Linked DNA regions of Oncorhynchus mykiss: region 1 is linked to region 2. Evidence: chromatin contacts called from public Hi-C data. All regions are on one chromosome and are shown on one strand. The core of a region is the stretch at or near the end of the contact, and the rest is flanking DNA. Distances in the headings are between cores, read along the strand shown.

What was found. A called contact is a pair of places that touch in the nucleus more often than the background predicts.
Region 1: a Hi-C map of liver shows a contact between it and region 2, with 10 times the contacts expected there. The contact joins the promoter of LOC110496871 here to the promoter of LOC110496763 in region 2. A contact is called at or near these places in 2 of 3 Hi-C or Micro-C datasets (blood and liver).

Annotation. Positions count from the first base shown.
Region 1 is chr2:78,230,999-78,235,263 of USDA_OmykA_1.1, forward strand. It overlaps LOC110496871 (ELKS/Rab6-interacting/CAST family member 1), which reads left to right and starts at 2,906. Exons shown (of 20, transcript XM_021572904.2): 1 at 2,906-3,095.
Region 2 is chr2:77,774,165-77,778,645 of USDA_OmykA_1.1, forward strand. It overlaps LOC110496763 (dynein light chain roadblock-type 2), which reads left to right and starts at 2,902. Exons shown (of 4, transcript XM_021572799.2): 1 at 2,902-3,050. The coding sequence starts at 3,048.

The DNA of each region.
Region 1 (4,265 bases), core at 1,656-4,155, 460 kb after region 2:
TGTTTCAAGACTTAAAAATCCTTCTTTAACCTGTCTCCTGCCCTTCATCTACATGGATTGAAGTGGATTTAACAAGTGACATCAATAAGGGATCATAGCTTTTACATGGGTTCACCTGGTCAGTCTGTCATGGAAAGGATTCACCTGGTCAGTCTATGTAATGTTTTCAACATTCAGTGAACATGCTAACTCTATACCTATCGTCTTTACCATGTAAGTTTTTTTACAGAGTTCACAAGCCTGTCGCATTAAATTACTTTTGCATGCTCGTATGACACAGAAGTCAAGATCTCTTGCCGTGGCTTGTTCTGTGTCTATTTTCCAGCAGCGCCGCAAATACATCTCCATATTGTTGCTATTAAACATTTTCATAGCTACATTCAACAATTCTGTAGGACTTGGGGAAGCAGAGAATGTCCACCTCCAGGTCACGCTGACCTTCGAGGGGAATCCTGGTACTGCAGATTTTTTATTTATTTATTTTATTTCACCTTTATTTAACCAGGTAGGCAAGTTGAGAACAAGTTCTCATTTACAATTGCGATCTGGCCAAGATAAAGCAAAGCAGTTCGACACATACAACGACACAGAGTTACACATGGAGTAAAACAAACATACAGTCAATAATACAGTATAAACAAGTCTATATACAATGTGAGCAAATGAGGTGAGATAAGGGAGGTAAAGGCAAAAAAAGGCCATGGTGGCAAAGTAAATACAATATAGCAAGTAAAACACTGGAATGGTAGATTTGCAGTGGAAGAATGTGCAAAGTAGAAATAAAAATAATGGGGTGCAAAGGAGCAAAATAAATCAATTAAATACAGTAGGGAAAGAGGTAGTTGTTTGGGCCAAATTATAGGTGGGCTATGTACAGGTGCAGTAATCTGTGAGCTGCTCTGACAGTTGGTGCTTAAAGCTAGTGAAGGAGATAAGTGTTTCCAGTTTCAGAGATTTTTGTAGTTCCTTCCAGTCATTGGCAGCAGAGAACTGGAAGGAGAGGCGGCCAAAGAAATAATTGGTTTTGGGGGTGACTAGAGAGATATACCTGCTGGAGCGTGTGCTACAGGTGGGAGATGCTATGGTGACCAACGAGCTGAGATAAGGGGGGACTTTACCTAGCAGGGTCTTGTAGATGACATGGAGCCAGTGGGTTTGGCGACGAGTATGAAGCGAGGGCCAGCCAACGAGAGCGTACAGGTCGCAATGGTGAGTAGAATATGGGGCTTTGGTGACAAAACGGATTGCACTGTGATAGACTGCATCCAATTTGTTGAGTAGGGTATTGGAGGCTATTTTGTAAATGACATCGCCGAAGTCGAGGATTGGTAGGATGGTCAGTTTTACAAGGGTATGTTTGAGATGAGGCCACCATTCACTTTACCCTGTAATCATATGGATATTTTAGGTTTTGCAGTGATTATTATACTTTAACCTGATGACCTGATGCATTTGGCACACGTGGCTGGCCATGGGCTGATTTTAAATGTGTAAAGGCGCGCTCTATGAGCCAATATGTGTTCCATATACAGGGATGCGCATTGTGGCCAATGTAATAGGCAGAGTAGAATGCCAGCAACACTCCTTGTTATTCAGAGCCCCATGAAATGACACCATGTACATTCTACAGATCCTACTGAGTATTCCCTACAATACTTTTACTGCTGCACCTCGAATAGTTTTTGCTCTATAATCCAATATGTATTTAATATACGGTTACTTGCAGTGGGGGCATTTATTTGACCTTGGAACATGTTTTTTTTTAAGTAGAAATAAAAATAATGGGGTGCAAAGGAGCAAAATAAATCAATTAAATACAGTAGGGAAAGAGGTAGTTGTTTGGGCCAAATTATAGGTGGGCTATGTACAGGTGCAGTAATCTGTGAGCTGCTCTGACAGTTGGTGCTTAAAGCTAGTGAAGGAGATAAGTGTTTCCAGTTTCAGAGATTTTTGTAGTTCCTTCCAGTCATTGGCAGCAGAGAACTGGAAGGAGAGGCGGCCAAAGAAATAATTGGTTTTGGGGGTGACTAGAGAGATATACCTGCTGGAGCGTGTGCTACAGGTGGGAGATGCTATGGTGACCAACGAGCTGAGATAAGGGGGGACTTTACCTAGCAGGGTCTTGTAGATGACATGGAGCCAGTGGGTTTGGCGACGAGTATGAAGCGAGGGCCAGCCAACGAGAGCGTACAGGTCGCAATGGTGAGTAGAATATGGGGCTTTGGTGACAAAACGGATTGCACTGTGATAGACTGCATCCAATTTGTTGAGTAGGGTATTGGAGGCTATTTTGTAAATGACATCGCCGAAGTCGAGGATTGGTAGGATGGTCAGTTTTACAAGGGTATGTTTGAGATGAGGCCACCATTCACTTTACCCTGTAATCATATGGATATTTTAGGTTTTGCAGTGATTATTATACTTTAACCTGATGACCTGATGCATTTGGCACACGTGGCTGGCCATGGGCTGATTTTAAATGTGTAAAGGCGCGCTCTATGAGCCAATATGTGTTCCATATACAGGGATGCGCATTGTGGCCAATGTAATAGGCAGAGTAGAATGCCAGCAACACTCCTTGTTATTCAGAGCCCCATGAAATGACACCATGTACATTCTACAGATCCTACTGAGTATTCCCTACAATACTTTTACTGCTGCACCTCGAATAGTTTTTGCTCTATAATCCAATATGTATTTAATATACGGTTACTTGCAGTGGGGGCATTTATTTGACCTTGGAACATGTTTTTTTTTAAATGTCACTTAAACATGAACAAATATGAATCATTGAAAATATTATTTCATATATCATGAATAATAAATACAGGTTATTGTCACTTTTGTACGATTACATGGGGAACTTTTATTTAGAAAATGTCCGAAATTCTGTGACCCGGAAATAGTTTTTTTTAGTGTAGCTGACGAGACGCTGCTGAAGAAGAAAGCCGCTGGTTGTGTTGGCAAAAAATAGGGTAAAATCGGATGGAGGTATGCAGAAGAAATAAGGGAAAATGTCCGTATATGGAGCCGTTTTCCATTTGACGCAGGATACAGCAAACTGACTTGACCCCATCGGACATAGCTACAGCAAAGTACGTTAGTTCACTCTAAAGGTGATTTTCATAATCATTGTGTTCATTGCTAATCAACAAAAAATGGGTTCTGCTTGACCATATCCGATTCCTGGTATTTATTAATTAGTATTCATCGGGATATTATGAGTTTTTGTCGATTACGGCATTTGTGTTAGTTTTTTACGGGAGAGCGACTTACTTTTAATGAAGGAAAACTCCCTAAATAATGTTCAACCCTGAAGCAATGGAGGAGGAGAAAGGGATACATATGAGAGGGAGATTTTCGGTGGCTCCTGAGCCCCTTGTCTGTATTCCCAACGAAGAAAACATTTTAGATGTTGTCCATTTCTAAATAATTTAGACGTCTTGCCATCTAAGTTGACAATTGTATTATTACCCTCGCCTCGGACCAGCTGCATATCTTGCACCCATTTTTTTATTCCCAAGGTTTAAATGGCCAACCCTTTAGGTCGGTGTATCCAACACAGTTAATGTAGCGATTCACCTAGTGAACAAGAAAATGTAGCACGCTTTCTTGCTCATTATAGTGCTGCCAAAGAGATACTACTTTACAACAAAAAATGATATTGCGGTAAAACGTTACATTGTAACGCTTGATAACCCAGCCATATTAACTTAGCTTTTGCTGCTAGCTGTAACTAGCCTGCCAACTAGCTGTGCTTACGTTTATGAGTAGTCTGCAATCGAAATTGTTGTGGTTAAATGTATTCTGCATATATTGTTTTTTTTGTGCAAATTCTGTAGCGTTTTTGGGGCCACAACGCTGTCATTTGATACAACTGAAAAGGGGCGCTCCTCCCTACATTAGCCAGATCACGTGATACATAGCATAACGCACATGCGCCCCTATTGCTTTTTCTCTGAGATGTCAAAGCAAGCAAAGCAGAAACTGGCTACTCTTTGACTGATGTAGCTGGCAAGGTAACTGCTGTTTGACTTAACAGAAAAAAAGTATTTATTCCCAGTGCTGAGCTAGTAGTTTAACTGACGTGTAACGTTAGTGTTTCATCCCTTCTCAACTGAAGTTCTGTCTGAAGTGAATGAACTAACGCTACCACAGCCAGTTCAGCTCTAGCCTCTAGCTATCAGTCAGGTGGCAGTGTCTAACAGCTGTTGTGTGTATGGAAATGTTTTGTACCCTGATATTCTGTTTTTTGATAGTGCGTT
Region 2 (4,481 bases), core at 1,652-4,151:
AGTGGCTTGTCAACTCTGCCACTGATGTCTAACCCCATTATTCAAAAAAATATATTGTCATCACTTTTCCGCAACATGTGCTTAAACAATTGAAGTATTTTCTGTGCTAGGCCTAAGGCATAATGTTTGCTTAATAATTTTATGTTCTAAATCTGGAAAAAGCATATCAAAATGCTAACGAAATTAGCCCTGGAACATTTAATAGTGCTATAAAACAAAACAAAAGGAAGTTTCAAGATTTGTATTAGATATTTGAATAATCTAATGTTAGAATTGAACAATCAAGGCCTTTAAACACTCACTGACTCAAATCTCCAGCCACTTTAATAATGGAAAAATGGATGTAAAAAAATGTATCACTAGCCACTTTAAACAATGCCACTTAATATAATGTTTACATACCCTACATTACTCATCTCATATGTATATACTGTACTCTATATCATCTACTGCATCTTACCATCTTTATGTAATAGATGTATCACTAGCCACTTTAAACAATGTCATTTTTATATGTTTACATACCCTACATTACTCATCTCATATGTATATACTGTACTCGATACCATCTACTGCATTTTACCATCTTTATGTAATAGATGTATCACTAGACACTTTAAACAATGCCACTTAATATAATGTTTACATACCCTACATTACTCTTCTCATATGTATATACTGTACTCGATACCATCTACTGCATCTTGCCTTTCTGTACCATCACTCATTCATATATCTTTATGTACATATTCTTCATCCCTTTACACTTGTGTGTATAGTGTAGTTGTTGTGAAATTGTTAGGTTAGATTACTCGTTGGTTATTACTGCATTGTCGGAATTAGAAGCACAAGCATTTCACTACACTCGCATTAACATATGCTAACGTCAGTTATGGCAAATAAAATTGGATTTGATTTGATAGTAAAAATGAAATGCCTTTTCTGGTGTCTGACAGAGTTGACATAAATCCAGTTAGTTGCATTTTATTTAAAAAAATACACATTAAAAATTGGTTGTTTGGTTACATGGTGTGATAGCTGATACTTTGGTCTATCAAAATATATATTTCACATTTTGTTCATATTAAGGCAAATATTGTGGAGAAAAAGTTTACATTGTCCAATCTTTGAAGAATCCATGAGCATCTATTTTTCTCAACCTCATCGCGAAATGTGTAAAATAGCATGAGATTAGCTATAAAACTGCATTTTATCTCTCTGGCCTTGCTTGGACCTTGCTGGGGGTTCCCACGAAACTGCGCCGTGACTGGCTTAAATCCAATCCGTTTTTCATATTGGACATACATATTAGAAGATACAAATTACACGCGGCAGGTAGCCTAGTGGTTAGAGCGTTGGGCCAGTAAAGATCTGTCATTCTGCCCCTGAGTAAGGCAGTTAACCCACTGTTCCCCGGGCGCCGAAGACTTGGATGTTGATTATGGCAGCCCCTGCACCTCTCTGATTCAGAGCGGTTGGGCTGAATGCGGAAGACACATTTCAGATGCATTCAGTTGTACAACTGACGAGGTATCCCCCTTTCCTTTCCATACATAAATATAGCCCTGTACAGGAAAAACTATCCATTGTTTGTGTTCATAAAATCAAGATCCAGTCTGCCCTTTTGAACTGTCGCCTTAACTCTCTGCGGACTGAATAATTCAGGACTATATGTTAATTACAAAACAATAAATTTACTATTTTAGTTTACTATTTTCTTGCTTCCAGTGTGCACTCTGGAACCAGACTTGCACTCTTGGTTTGCCCAATAATGAAAAACAGCTTCTATCACAAGGCCATCAGACTGTTAAACAGCCATCACTAACACAGAGAAACTGCTTCCTACATACATACTCAAAATCATTGGCCACTTTAATTCATTGATCACTAGTCACTTAAATAATGCCACTTTAAAAATAATGTTTACGTATCTTACATTACTCATCTCATATGTATATATTGTGTTTTATACCATCTATTGCATCTTGCCTATGCCGCTCGGTCATCGCTCATCCATATATGTACACATTCTTATTCCAGCCCTTTAGATTTGTGTGTATTAGGTAGTTGTTGTGGAATTGTTAGATGACATATAATTTGAAACTTCTGTGTTACTGTTGATGATCAATTTCACGAAAAGTATTTAATTAATTTACTTCATCATGATATTTGTTATGAATAAATCATGCTTTTTACCAAATTGCGTCTCTCTTGACTTTTTGAATAAACCGATTGTTTGTTTGTAGAATGAGCAGCAATGCTCTTCGTAATGTATAGTCTGTGGATTTGGAAACTAGAAGCACCCCCCATTAACTGCGACACAACATACAGAAAATTGTGTACAGTGCAATATGTAATATGTCCAATATGAAAACAGATTGGATTTAAGCTGATAAGCCACTCTTTAAGGGCCGCAGAATGAGCAGCAACACTCATTGGGATGTAAAATCTGTGGATGTGGAATCTAGAAGTGCTTCTGAGTAGAACACTGAGACACATGTATGGTGCAATAAATGATAGGCGTACACTAGAGGAGGCTGCTGAGGGGAGGACTGCTCATAATAATGCCTGGAACGACTGGATGGATGAATGGAATGGAAACCATGTGTTTGATGTTGTTGATACCTTTCCACCTATTCTGCTCGAGCCATTACCACGTGCCCGTCCTCCCCAATTAAGGTGCCACCAACCTCCTGTGGCGTACACACACAAAAACATTGTTAACCATGTAGGTTTGAAATTTTAAAAAAAAATCTGCAAATAAATCAAATAATATTTCATAGAAATACGTTTAATTCGTTTTTCTATGAAAAATATATCGATAATTGTGCACATTTTCCTTAATATTCGCCCAAATGATTCACTTACAAAGTTTACAGGACGGGACTCTTATTCTGAAGGATTCCAAAAATCCGTGACCCAGAAGTACTTAGTTATTCTTGCCTGCTTCACAGCGGTATCACTGAGGAAGAAAGAACAGAAGGCGACAGGAGTGAAGAAAGGAATCTGCCTGCTGGACAACAACAACATTGACAGCACCTTCAAATATGGTACAAAAAATATAATTAATAATTTTAACATGACATGTTTTGCCTCATGTAAAGTGTTTAATAATAGTTATGTAAAGGGTAGATACGTGACGGCAACAACAGCAAATATCCATTATCAACCATCCCACTTTACTTAAGCTTGCTAGCTAACGTTATGCTAGCTCTCGAAAACCCTTCCTAACGGGGTTTCAGCGGTTACGTTCGCCCGCATTTAGCTCCATGTGAACCACAATTCCGACGCTGTGTTTAAATGTTTAGGAAAGGCAATCATCGATTTCAAACCTGTTTTCGAAACATATTATGATATTCCCCTTATCTTTTATATCAGGAAGAGTCTTTCAAATAAAAATCATAGCTATAGTTAAAATCTAATTTTATTTATCACATGCGCCGAATATAAGAGGATGCCTTACAGTGAAATGCTTACTTACAAGCCCCTTAACAATGCTTTAAGAAGTTAAGTAAAACGTAGATAAGTAAAATAAATAAATAAAAGTAACAAATAATTCAACAGTAGCAGTAAGAATATGAATAGCGAGGCTATATAGGGGGTTACCAGTACAATGTGCGGGGCACCGGTTAGTCGAGGTAATTGAGGTAATATGTAGAGTTAAAGTGACTATGCATAGATAATAATCAGAGAGTAGCAGCAGTGTAAGAGGGGTCTGGATAGCCCTTTGATGAGCTGTTCAGAAGTCTTATGGCTTGGGGGTAGAAGCCTTTTGGACCTAGACTTGGCGCTCCGGTACTGCTTGCCGTGCGGTAACAGAGAGAACAGTCTATGACTGGGGTGGCTGGAGTCTTTGACAATTTTTAGGGCCTTCCTCTGACACCGCCTGGTATAGAGGTCCTGGATGGCGGGAGGCTTGGCCCCAGTGATGTACTGGGCCGTACGCACTACCCTCTAGCTTTTGAGGATCTGAGGATCCATGCCAAATCTTTTCAGTCTCCTGAGGGGGAATAGGCTTTGCGTGCCTTTGTCGTAGTGTGTTTGGACCATGATAGTTTGTTGATGTGGACATCAAGGAACTTGAAGTTCTCCACCTGCTCCACTGCAGCCCTGTCGATGAGAATGGGGGCGTGTTCTGTCCTCCTTTTCCTTTTTCTATTTTTTAAAATGACATTTTTACCCCCCTTTTCTTCCCAATTTCGTGGTATCCAATTGTTAGTAATTACTATCTTGTCTCATCGCTACAACTCCCATACGGGCTCGGGAGAGACGAAGGTCGAAAGCTATGCGTCCTCCGAAACACAACCCAACCACTGCTTCTTAACACAGCGCGCCTCCAACCCGGAAGCCAGCCGCACCAATGTGTCGGAGGAAACACCATGCACCTGGCTACCTTGGTTAGCATGCACTGCGCCAGGCCCGCCACAGGAGTCGCTGGTGCGCGATGAGACAAGGATATCCCTACCGGCCAAACCCTCCCT